Linked DNA regions of Sus scrofa: all the other regions are linked to region 1. The links are chromatin contacts, called in public Hi-C and targeted proximity ligation maps. All regions are on one chromosome and are shown on one strand. The core of a region is the stretch at or near the end of the contact, and the rest is flanking DNA. Distances in the headings are between cores, read along the strand shown. Region 1 has its middle 170 kb from the start of DUSP6. Region 2 overlaps LOC110260801 (a long non-coding RNA gene). Region 3 holds the start of DUSP6 (dual specificity phosphatase 6).

What was found. A called contact is a pair of places that touch in the nucleus more often than the background predicts.
Region 2: a contact with region 1 is called in a Hi-C map of liver, with 3 times the contacts expected there. A contact is called at or near these places in 2 of 47 Hi-C or Micro-C datasets (both in liver) and 1 of 2 datasets of targeted methods (alveolar macrophages).
Region 3: a targeted proximity ligation map of alveolar macrophages shows a contact between it and region 1. A contact is called at or near these places in 3 of 5 promoter capture datasets (fetal liver and liver), 14 of 47 Hi-C or Micro-C datasets (alveolar macrophages, blood, embryonic fibroblasts and 6 more) and 2 of 2 datasets of targeted methods (alveolar macrophages and skeletal muscle).

What each region holds. Positions count from the first base shown.
Region 1 is chr5:93,472,949-93,477,179 of Sscrofa11.1, reverse strand. No RefSeq gene overlaps it. Among named protein-coding and RNA genes, the nearest start is that of DUSP6, 170 kb to the right of the region's middle.
Region 2 is chr5:93,272,217-93,276,447 of Sscrofa11.1, reverse strand. The region is part of intron 1 of LOC110260801 (a long non-coding RNA gene); the gene reads left to right. Among named protein-coding and RNA genes, the nearest start is that of DUSP6, 29 kb to the left of the region's middle.
Region 3 is chr5:93,300,551-93,304,781 of Sscrofa11.1, reverse strand. It overlaps DUSP6 (dual specificity phosphatase 6), which reads right to left and starts at 1,724. Exons shown (of 3, transcript NM_001267842.1): 1 at 864-1,724; 2 at 1-258. The coding sequence starts at 1,263.

The DNA of each region.
Region 1 (4,231 bases), core at 615-3,114:
CAGCTGACAGGTTCTCCTGTCACTGGAAGGAAAACCGCTCGGGCCAACATGTGACCATTGCTAATCGTTTTCCAATCTCAGTGTCAAACACGATTTTTTTCTTCCATGAATGAGTTCGTTTTGTTTTGTTTTGTGTTTTAAGATGATTCATGAAAGGAGGGCTCTTCTAGCCCTTGGGAAAACAGAGATATTCAACAAAAATTGGTTAGTGTTCATGTTAGTCTTCATCTTCCAGGTCTGAACACTTTCGTCTATAATTGGTCCACAGATATTTATTAAGCCCTGAGAATATTTGCTGTATCAGGCGCTGTGAGCGATAGGGAAGAGGTGGGGGATTCAGATTCCACTCTCAAGGAATTCACAACCAGCTAAGTCACACAAGACCTCCCCACTATGAAATAACTGGCCAATGGGACAAAACAAAAATATCTATTCTCAAGTGATAGCATGCAGGAGTGTCTCCTGTCCCAGAGTGTTGTCATGAAGCACAAATACAGTGATGCACAGAAAGCTCTAAGTAGGAACATGCGTGTTTAACAAATTACTTTTCCCCTCCCCCTATGAGAAAGTCCAGGGAAGAATATAGCAGGGAGTCACAAGGAGGAGCTTATCAACAGCAAATGAGAGATTCTGACAAAAAGGAAGGCACAACTGACCTCTTAGAGAACTGCTTTTGGAGTGTCATGATCAAAGTCAGTTAATTGCAAACAGGAAATAAGGCATACCCCAAATGTGTAGCCAGCAAAAACTATAGGATCTAGTAATGGTGGTTCTATTTCTTTTTTACAACATAAAGCTCTGTTTAAAAGGAGAGGGGGGTACAGTTTCTAGAATCCTCCTTTGCTCTAATCTGAGGCCATCAAGACAACCACATGGCCTTGTGCCTCCAAAGAACTCAAAGGTAGATAGAATCATTTTCTTTTTTCTATTTTTAATCAAAAAATTCTAAAATAAACATAAAATAGTTTTTCTAGATTCCCCCCCCCAAAAAAAAATTAGTCTTGTTTGTTTCATCAGCATTTTACATAGCAAAGCAAAAGAAGATAGAGGTTAATTCGCTCTTACTGAAAGAAAGTTAAAAGACTTGTGCCTAGGATCTTGCTAATCTCTGTTAAAATTATTCAGAGTTAGTTTTTACTTTAAGTCAATAAACATTGGCATATTATACTCGCTTTTTATATCCCTCATATCACTGAGAAAATATTGTAGGAAATAAAAGGATGGTGTCCTCCGGAGACTTCAACTCAATTGAGGCGACAGAAAATGTATGAGTAACGCATGTAAAGGACACTATGTCAATTTGGTAAAGGGCTAAAGATATTAGGAGGAAAAAAGAAAATGGTTAAAGGTGGACTGGGAGAGCTGTTTTCTTGGAATAAAGTGGATTGAAGTTGGATTTTAAGGAAAGCATAGGAATTTGAAGGCAGATGTGGCAAGGCCAAAGAGTGGGGAGAAAGAAGTACAGTTCCCCTGGAATCCAGGCAGGAAGAGCCCATGAGCAAAACCAAGGGTCCCAAGGACAGTCAGAAACAAAAGACCATGTATAACAGCCTAAAGAGACGGTTGAAATATCCTCTGTACCAAAAGGGACTTGACTAAAGCCAAGCTTCTAGATGGAAGAGCCCTACCTCCAGGCATTTCGGCCTAATTCATTGTTGTGTTATTACTCATGGTACTGTTTCCTAACTTCAGTATTTCAGCTCCAGGGTCCATTTTTTTCCCATCGTACTCATACAGCAGAAAGAGGAAATAACTCATCCAGTGGTGGGGATTTCTTAGTAGGGTTTTGAAGAGAGATGCCGGGGGTGGCTGACTCTGCCAAAATGTTTCCTTTTTCTCTTGCTGTTTGTCAGATATTACTGTTGAGCAAGCCTGGTGAGTGTCATCAACATGCAATCTCATCTGATTTATCTTCCTTTACTCACTCAAACTCAGCCCTTTGCCTCTTTTTTTTTTTTTTTTTCCTAGCTCATTTAGAGTTTCACAACCTCTTACCTTTAATTGCTGAGTAAGTGCAAAACGTTTGTGTATCTGGCATCAGATACTACAATCTCCAAGAAAAATGATTCACAGTCTCAGGCATGTCAGTGGCTACCTATTATACCTTGATATTTTGCTTTGCCATTATTTCATCTTAAAAGTTCGTTTCTATTTTCCTCACAGATTCTGTTTCAAAACAATACATTTTTGTGGCTGTATTTTCCTCCAAGTCCCTCCCTTTTGAAATGTGGAATAAATCTTATGAGCTCCACAGAGTTTCCAGTGTCAGTCTCTCTAGGGACCCATAAAAAATCCCACACCAATAAACCATTGATGCAAGTACAGGCAATGGAATATTTGGGTCTAGTGGGATCCTAAAGTGAACTTTCAATCACATGGACAGAGGAAATTAACATCATTTGCGGGTTAAAATCTTTCACAAGTGTCCTAGAGGTAGGACCACGTGGTTACTGCCACCACCCAGCTAACCCCGACGTGAAGTCTTTACAATTTATCCTTAAATCAACCTGACTTTCCTTGCATCAGCCAAGAAAATTTTGCTCCCGCCTTTCCCAGTTTCTCTTCTCTGCCTCCATCTCAATCGGCAGAAAAATGGTCTGAATTTTGACGGAGGTTTCCGGAGCAATTCCAGATGTAATTATTAGATAAATACATACAGTTTGAGCCTAGTGAAAGATAGAACAGTGCTTAAGTAGCTAAATAAAGTAGACAAGAAAAAAACGTGCGCTGATACTTTCAACAGCCTATGGCGTTTATAGATCCTGCCACTCCACACCTGTGCTTGGTAAACTTGGGGTAACTGGAATTTCTAAAGCATTCAGTCAAACTAGGAAGAACTATAAATGCATTAAAAAGTTTCTAGGGCCTGTCTCATGTCCCTGAATACAAGCTCTATTCTACCTAGAATCTTTTTATATAAATATCTTCTCCTGTCCACAAATCCCGAAAGGGTCAAATTCTGGGAGGTCACTTGTTGTCTCTGTCAACAGACAAAGGAAGCACCTGCTGTAAGATGTTTCCTGCCTGAGGCCACCCTTGCTTCCAAGTTTACTGCTGTATCCACAAAGACTTCGATAATAGCTGGAGCTTAGTAGGAGTTCACTAAATATTTGTTGAATATTGAATGAATTAACACATAAAAGGTCTCATTATTGGTAATGTATCCTCTTAATCGTCTGTCTTGCCCCAAATCAGTCTTCCTGTAACCATCAGAACCTATCCTTCGAGTCTTTGCCATTTGCTTCCTTTTAGGCTCCTATGTATTTCCAAACCTTTGAGCTTTAGCAAGGATTTGGCCCCCAGGCACCAACCAGACCAGCAAGTTTTATGGTAGTCTTGGAATTAAATCATTTATTATAGTAGCTTCAACACTTCACTTCACCTGGCCCGTCTTGGCACACACAGACCTACCTTCCAGAGCTACATTGATAGACATCCATACATACACAATGATTTAAAAGAGTGAACGTGTGAGGGTTAATAAATGTGACAGCCAGCTTCCAAGACGTCTCCCGGTGTCCTCCGTCCTTCGTGCTTGCCTCTAACAAATTGAATACTGGCGAAGTGATAGGACATAGCTTTCAAGATTTAGTTATAAATGTGGATTCCATCTGGCGATTCCTCTCTCTTTCTCCCTCGCCTCCCTCTCCCCCACTCCCCCACTGTTGGATCACCTGCTCTGGGGGAAGCCAGCTTTATGCGTATCAGCCCCATGGAGAAGCCCCTGTGGCCTCCAAAGCAACAGCCACCGAGGGACTGAGGTCTGCCAGTAACCACCTGGGTGGGCTTGGAAGTGGATTCTGTAGATGTCTACAAGGCAGGCCGAGGGCTTGACGGAAATCTCACGGGAGACCCTGAGCGGGAATCACCCAGGGAAGGCAGCAGCCCAGACCTCTGACCCCCAGCGTAAACTGTGGGGTAGTAACTGTCTGCTGTTTTAAGCTCTCGGATTTTGAGGTTATCTCTTACACAGCAATAGATACCTGGTGCATTAAACCAGGGTCTGTAAATGTCTTTTTAAAGGGCCAGATGGAAAACATCTTGGAATTGCCAGGGCTCTACAGTGTCTACTATGTTCCTAAGTGCAGTCACTGTAGCCCAAATGCTACAGTGTAAACAAATGTACAGTAGTCCCATAAACCTTGCAAAAACAGTCAGCCAACATGTGGGCTGTAATGCGCCAACCCTTGCAATAAACAAACGTGTTTTCAGTCTTTCTGATATTTAATTG
Region 2 (4,231 bases), core at 963-3,462, 200 kb after region 1:
TCTTGGCAGACTTCTACTCACGAACCCAATTAAGAGCCTGTCTATTCAGTCATAAGAATCATTTCTAAACCACTGGAAACTAGCCATGTTCCAGCAGGAGTCTCCAATCCCACCTGGGTCTGTTCTGATAAGAGCAAACCTGGCGAATGATCATCTGTTTCATAATAGCATATTTATCTCAAGCTTTCAGGGGAGTCATCTTTGAAAAAACTCATCAGCAGAAAGTTAACTGTTGTAATAAACTGATGTTGATGGTACAGGTTTTATTACTTTTGTTGTTTCGGTGGTTTTTCTTTTCTTCTTTTTTTAAGAGCTCAATAAACCACACTGAATGTTAACAATCCATTGGCTCTAAAGGGAACGGTTTTCGCTCCCAGAAAATTCATTTTGCCTCCCCAATCTGAACCTATAAACACAAAAGCTTTTTTGTCTTCTAAAAAGGCTTAGCCTTAGTTGTTTCCACAAGATCAGCCCCATTGATCTGAAGCACCTGTGCTTCTAGAAAATGTAGGACATTATCCCTTTTGACCATTTGTCCAGGAAGCTGTGCTTGGACTAATGTTATTTGTCCAGCTGGGTATTCTGATCAGGACAGCAAAGATCAAAGCAGTTGAGGATTGTGTAACCTGGAAAGCTCTGTCCTGATAACCAAGCCTGGAGCGTACGGGTCTGATTATAAAACTCCCTGTTATTTATCCTTTTAGGACCCTGATACGTGGAAGGCAGTGCTGTCTGTAAGGGCCACAACCCACTTCACGGATTCCTAGGACCACTTTTAGGTCGTGCTGTAGTTCTGCTTCGTTTTCTACATAGGGAGCACCCAGAAAGCACGAGATGAAAACCCAAAGTGCAGTTATCAGTGCGGAGACCCTGAGATGGTTAAGAGAACAACGAACAGGGAGGAGGCCTTTGGAACCGCGTGCCCCTCCCCTCCTGGACAGGCCCCCTCCAGCCCTCCCCCAGGGAAGACGGTGCTGCAACAGCATCCCCTTGCCGCTCCCTGCTCCTGCACGCACCCCAAGGGCGGGAAGGCCGTGGTGAGCACAGGAAAAGACACTCATGGGGGAAACAGCCCTGGGTGTTCAGTGAAAGCAGGAGGGTTGGGGCTGGGAAGGCCAAAACAGGAAGAGGAAAAATACAGGACAGTCTGGCAAGAAAGGAAACACTCAAAGAGCCAAGAAAGTAATAGTAAAAACGATGGGATTGCATCGTGTGTATGACACTTTTGGACATGGTGAAGCCCTACAGGATTCAAAGACTCTTTCATTCAATAACAAATGTGCAAATGCTGTTCAACCTAATTTTTTTATTTAAAAATTTTGATTAAACAATTTAAAATTCTTACATAGCAATTTTCATTTTTTTTTTATTTAACAAGTTTTTATTAAAGCGTAGGGGGGTTTTGTTTGTTTTTCTTTTGGGGGCCACACTTGCAGCATATGGAGGTTTCCAGGCCAGGGGTCAAATCTGAGCTGCAGCTGCCGGTCTGTGCCACCTGCCACAGCAACGCTGGATCTGAGCTGCATCTGTGACTCTGCCACAGCTCACAGCAGCGCCAGATGCTTAACCCACGGAGCCAGGCCAGGGATCGAACCCAAATCCTCATGGATACTAGTGGGGTTCTTAACCCACTGAGCCATGATGGGAACTTGATTTATATTGTGTCAGTTTCTGCAGTACAGCAGAGTGACCTGGTCACTCACACACACACACACACACACACACACACACACACACACACTCCTTTTCTCATATTCCACCATGGTCTATCCCAAGAGACTGGATATGCTATAGTAGGATCTCATTTCTTATCCATTATAAGTCTCCCATTTTTAATTTAAAAATGAAAATAAAAATAAAAAGCTACAGCCTATATTGACCTGAGAAGCCAGGAGCTGAAGGGAGCCTTCGAAACTAGAAAGATGCAGGAGTGGCAGGCCCTGTGGGGAGCTCCCGAAGCTTTCCCTGACAGGGCCAGGCGCAGAGAGGGGAGAATCCTTTCCCACCAGGCACCTCCCAGCCTGGCAAACGCTGGCTGGCTGCGCGATGCTGGCCTCGCCCTGCTCGTTGGAAAAGAGCTTACAGGGAGGTGGGAGGGGAGGGATTGCAGAGAACCTGCTGGGGTGCCTCTTCCCTTTCTGAGTTTGAAAGCTTCTCAGGGAACTTTAAAGGCTGACAGCTAAATTTAATCAGAGTTAAACCATTGCAATGAAGTTCTTATGCAACACACATGACATGTGGCTCTGCCAGAACTTTCCCTACAAGGTAACGGTACAGACTCCTAGGAGCAGCCAGGCAGTTTGGAAATGAGTTCAGGGGAGCCAGGAAATGTGAAAATAGGGTTCATTGCTAATATCTCTTTCGGGGACTCAGGGCCTGCGGGTTCACCCGGCAGCGTTTCGCAGCTGGTATTCTGTAACCACAGCGCTCTGTTGCCGCAGTTTGGTGAAATTCTTCATACATGGCATCTTGACTGCATTCTATATTTAAGACAGTCTCCCCCCCCCCCCTCGGGAGCCTTCAAATGTTTTCTGCAAAAGGAGCTTGCATAAATGTTACAACCAGCGACTTGGACTGAATGAAACAGAACATTCGTTTGTTTCCAGAGTCATCGACAACCTGATTCTGGGCCAGTTCTGTCTTTTGAGAAAGTGGACAGGTCCGCCTCTGGTTCACACTGGCTTGCCACATGATCTGTTTTCTTTACAAACAGATGTTAAGCCAACAGTGCTATGTCATGTCCCTGTGACAAGGTCTGATGAGAAGGCCACTTTTCCTCTGAGGTGGTCCTCTCCCCAACCTGTTACCCCCATCCAACCGTGACAAAAACATCAGACAAACCCAAACTGAAACTTTCTATGTGTCACATGACCTTTACTCCTTAAATTGTGAAGGTCAATCCCAAATGGGAAAGCCTGGGAAACTGTCACCGTCTAGACAGCGAGAAGAGACATGCAACTCGATGGGAACATACAAGGATAGTAGGTGAAAACTAGGGAAATTTGAATAAAGTAGGGTCTCTAATCACTGGTACTACATTATTTTTGGTTCCTTCGTTGTGACAGATGTTCCATGCAGATGTCAGATGTAAACAGTGGGGAAACTGAGTGTGAGGGACATGGAACTGGCGGTGTTAAGATAGTTCATAATACACTGTCTGTCTGTGAAGATAGCTTCACAACTTTTCCATAAATCTAAAACTCTTCTAAAATTGTTTACTAAAAATGTAAATGCTGGAGTTCCCGTTGTGGCTCAGCAGACACGGATCTGACTAGCATCCATGAGGGATGCAGGTTCCATCCCTGGCCTCTCTCAGTGGGTTAAGGACCCGGCGTTGCTGTGAGCTGTGGTGTAGGTCGCAAGACAAGGCTTGGATCTGGCGTGGCTGTGGGGTGTGTGTCTGGGGTGTGGGCCAGCAGCTGTAGCTCTGATTCAGCCCCTAACTTGGGAACCTCCATGTGCCATGGATGCAGCCCTAGAAAGACCAAAACGTAGAATAAAAATAAAAATAAATGCTCAAAGTTAGCTTGGCCTGTGGTTCAGCAAAACCTGTCGTTTAAGTCCATTCCTGTTTCCATTTCTGTCCCGACGGTCTCATTATTCCTGATATTTTACCAGGAGGAAAATGGAAACACAAAGATGGGACGGAAGGCAAGGTGTGGGATGCTGCGGTAAGGGGGAAGTGTCTCTTCTAGAACTCGGCTTCTTGGTTGTCCACTCAAGTACCTGGCCTGTGGGCTTTGCCCAGCTCTATCCTGCCAGGATGCTAGGTAAGAAAGGGTTGTTACCTTTTTAAGGCTCTATCTCTTTCAGCAGGATATTTTGGAGAGAAGAAAGCAAGTCCTAGAGAATGATTTTTTACGATGGTGGAATTTCCAGAAAAAAAATACAGATGATTAGAGATAGAGAAGGGCTCCACTGGTCCACAAGCCCTTTCTGCCCATGGGGCTAGTCCCTGGCCATATGACAGAGTCAGCAGTCAGTATTAGGGCCATGGCCATAAATCCTGATGCCTAAGGTCAGTGACTCTCCGCAGTCCATCAGGGATAACGTGACTTCTCATTTCACACAATGACCTGTGTCATTGTCAGTGTGGGGTGAGTCCTGGAGTGCGTGTCTGCAGGAGGCTGGAATCAGCCCTGCAGAGATGACCTGTTACCTTGCTTTTTTGGTCTTTACCTGCCTGAACGTTGTCACCAGCTATCTAACCAAATCCTGCAACTGCTGTAAC
Region 3 (4,231 bases), core at 475-2,974, 170 kb after region 1:
TGGCACAGCCCAAGTAGAGGAAGGGCAAGATCTCCACGGGGAAAGAAGGCTGGCTGTTGGACAGCGGGCTGCCATCGGAGTCTGTTGCACTATTGGGGTCTCGGTCAAGGTCAGACTCAATGTCCGAGGAGGAGTCGGAGCTGATCCGCAGGCCCCCGAGCCCCAGAACTGGCAACGGCGGGGAGCTGCTGCTACACGAGCCGTCTAGATTGGTCTCGCAGTGCAGGGCGAACTCGGCTTGGAACTTACTGAAACCACCTGCCAGGACGAGAAAAGCAATCTTGTAACCCGAGATACCGTAGTAGTTTTCACAGGTTGGAGAGCCGCAGCCGGGCTCAGAAACACACCACAGCACCTTACCCCCCCACCCCCCAAACACAGAGACAAATACAGGCGAAAGGCACTTAAAGGTGCACCCTTGGGAACAGAACGAACAGGCCCGCCTCCCCTGGGAACCCTTATTTTTTTGAATCCGGAAATGCACAAAATGGCAACTTTTCTGAGTATCTACAAGTGCCAGAAGGTGCCTGCCTGCACCCCCACGGCCTCTGCAGTCCTGCGAAATCTGAATTCAAAATCAAACGTAGAGGGAAAGTGGGGGATATGCCGGGTAGGAAAAAGAAGAGCTAGTTCCAAAGAAACGACGCGTGCCTGTGGCCGGAAGCGGGTCGATTCCGCGCGGGCCCGGCTCGCGGGCCGCGAGAGATTCGCCGCCGGGAGCCGGCAGACAGCTCCTGGCGCACAGCGCGGCTCTGAAGCGCCAGCCAAGCGCCACAGGGGCGCTTCCAGTCGGCGCGCCCCGCCTGCACCCGCAGCCGGGGTCCCCCGCCCTGCCCCAGGCGCGGGACGCCCCCGGCGCGTACCTTCTAGGTAGAACGCCCGGCAGCCCTCGTCCTTGAGCTTCTTGAGCAGCAGCCCGAGCACCGACTCGCCGCCCGTATTCTCGTTCCAGTCGCTGCTGCTCTCATCGTAGAGCACCACGGTGTCGGTGCCGCAGCGCCGGGTGAAGCGGTCCCGGTCCTCGCCGCGCGTGAAGAGCGCGCGCACCGGCAGGTTGCCCTTCTGCAGGCGCCGCAGCATGATGCCGGGGATGGCCACGTTGATGGCCGACTCGATGTGCGACGACTCGTACAGCTCCTGCGGCCGGCAGTCCATCAGCAGCAGCCGCTCGTTGCCCAGCTCCAGCTGCTCGTTGAGCCACGCTACCGTCTTGCTAATCGCCATCTCCGACGCGAAGGGCACGGGTCTGAGCGTATCTATCATGGGGGTCGAGCGGCCGGAGAGGGCGAGGTGCCTACCAGACTCCCCTCGGGGCAGGCATAGGCCGAGCGCGCCGCGCCAAAGCCGCCGCTCTTGGAGCGGGGTTTAATGCCACCTCTCCTTTCCCGAGCCGGGTTAGCGGTTGGGGCAAGCGAGACAGAAGTAAGCCGGCGGTTCCCTCTGCACCCGGCTGCAGCCGCACGCTCTTGGTGTCAATGAATCTCTTTGAATGAAGCTGCCCAGACAGTTTTGTTCCTCCCCGGTGAATGAAATCCAATTAATTCGGACTTCGTGCTACTGAGAGGAGAGGAAAAAAAAAAAGTCCAGCAGCTCCTGAGCCCTCCCTCCAAACTGCACCTCAAATCCACCCGGGCGGCTTTCTCCTCGGATTATTAAAGCCTGGATTTGCTCACTCTCCCTTGGACTCAGCCCTCGCACACCCCCTGCGCGAGGCAGCTCCTCAATGGATACAAACAGCGAGCGTCTCAATGGATACATTCTCCCCGCCAGCCAATGAGCACGCTGCGGAAGGGGCTGTTGCCGTGGGGACGGGCCGGCTGGAACAGGTTGTGTTGATGAATTGTTAATGAGTTTGTCATTCACAAAAACGGAAAGGAATTTCCGCTCCGGATAAGCCCCAGTGCAAACAAGCTGCAACAGCGGGCTCGGCGGGAGGAAGGAGAAAGAAGGGGAGGCGGCGGCGGAGGAGGAGCAGGGCACACAAACCAGGGCACTTCAGTTGTCTCATGTTTCCTTCTGTTGAGAGTTCACACTTAGCGTCGGAACTTTTGCGCACAAATGGTGCAATTAGCAGGCACAAAAGCCGTTGTTCGCGACGCCTGTGCGCGCAAGCTAGCTTTAGGGAAACTAGTGCTGACTTCTTCGCTTTTATTCCCTTTAAACTCCTTTGGACTGGAGTTCACTTTAACCTCCCCCTCCTCCCGTAGGCAGTGTGTGGCATTTGTTTGCCAGTTTAAAAAGCCCGGCTCTGTTTGCTTCGATGTTCTTTTAGCCGAGACTGTGTTGGGGCTGGTGGACTGCCTGGGCTTTAGTGACCGATGAGGTGTTAAATGCTAATCCAACATCTTTGGAGACAAACCAGGGTTTTGTTGAAACATTTTTAAGCAAGCAAACAAACAAATGCTTGGTTGTCCAGATAATAGAAAGCAAGCTTTTTTTTTTTTTTTAATAGCGCTTTAATTATTTTTTAAAAACCGTGGAGGCTGTAGAAACAAACTCGTTGGGCAATCCGGTGCTTTTATTCCTCTCAGGCGGCGTGGGGGCGTTATGAGCCATTGTTCCGGGGATCCGACCCCCTCACCCGCCGTCACCTACTGCACGCGGCGGGGGTCGCGCTCCTTCATCATTTCTGAGCAGCGAGCTCAGCTTCCGACAGAGGAGCCGGCCTGGCGGGGCTGCCTGGGCTAGGTGCACCAGGGCGTCCGGAGCCGGGCAGGCAGCCCCCACCATCCGCAAAGCGTGAGGAAGTCTTCCTGCGAGGCCGGCAGGCCGCGGGGGCTCAGGAGAGCTCCGCGCATTGCCTACTGTAAACCCAGAGGCTTGTCAGAGGAGAGGCCGCCCGCCCCCACGCTCGACATCCCGCGCGGGGTTACCCTCTTCCCTGCGCGGCAGCAGCCCCCTCCCCTGCGTCGCCGGCGACTCGCACAGCACCGCCCGCTCCTGCGCGTTGCGCTCCTTGCCGGCGCCCGCCGCCTCCGCCTCCGCGTTCAGCGGGCGGGGGCGCCGGGCGACCCCCAAGGCAGGTGGGGGGGCCCAGGGTGGGACTTGGGGGTCTGGGGCAGGTGTGGGCTAAGGAGGAACGCCAGCCGGGCCCCCCTCGCTCCCGAGGCGAGCTGGGAGTCCTGGGAAACGTCTCCGCCACGGTGCAGGGCTCGCAGGTAATTGGAGAGGTGCCGGGCAGGCCCCCTCGGCCGGGGGACCGCGGGGCAGGGCGGGCGGCTGGGGGCCGGATGGAGGCGTGGCGGGCCGGGGCCGCCGTGGCGGCGGGGAGGCGCATTCCCGGCGCGCAGAACTCTATTGTTACATACAAGCACCGGGCCTGGCGCTCCCGAGCGGAAAACCACCTGTGTGCGGCCGGCGCGGCGCGCAGGCGGGGCGGGTGGGGCTGGGGGCTGCGGCCGGAAGGCGCGGGCCCTAATCCGGCTGCCCCTCCCGAACCCGCGGCGGAAAAGAGGCTGCGCATTGTCCCGCCGCGGCGGCGGAGGCGGAAGCGGGGGCAGCGGCTCGGCGGGGAGCGCCTCTGCCGCCCCCCTTCCCGGCGCTGTGCGCCCACTGCTGTGTGGCAGAGGGCACCCGAGGTCGCGGGGTCTCCCCTAGCCAGACGCCCCGCACCCACGGGCCTGCCTGCCGGCGCCCCCGCTCCCATTTGCATTTTTAGTCACCCGCCTCTTCCCGGGTTTGAAGAATGTAGGCTAAAAAAAGGCGGCTGCGAGGCCCAGGTTGCCAATTTTGGAGCTCGGCTGCGGGCGGGCCGCCCCTGGAGGAGCGGGTTCCGTGAGAGTGGGGGTTGCCGCGCTCTTGTCCCCGTGCCTTTTTTGGGCATCACTTGGAACCGAATTCCCATCTTTCACTGGATATCGTGCAGTGCCAGCTGGAGGAGGCTTGCGCTGGAGTTGACACCTCCGATCCGCCCCCACCTGTTGTAGGCGTCCCTACCCAAGACCATTCTGTCCCTGGGACCGGGAGCCCGGGAGGGGAGAGGCGACGGAGCTGAGCAGGGCAGAGCCTTTCAGGCCAAGACCTCTGACATAAGAGGCGGGGAGGGCAATCGGTTTCTGCTCAGCTGTGTTTAGAAGGGCGGTCCCCTGAGCCTGGCAGTCAGTTTGGGAGGATGGTCGCAGCACTTCTCAAACCTGAACCTTTTAGCCTCACCCCTGCTTCCGAACCCTTCGCTCCTCCTCGGCGCATTTTATAAAAATATGTCACTCTGACCGCTTGGTCCTAAAAAGTG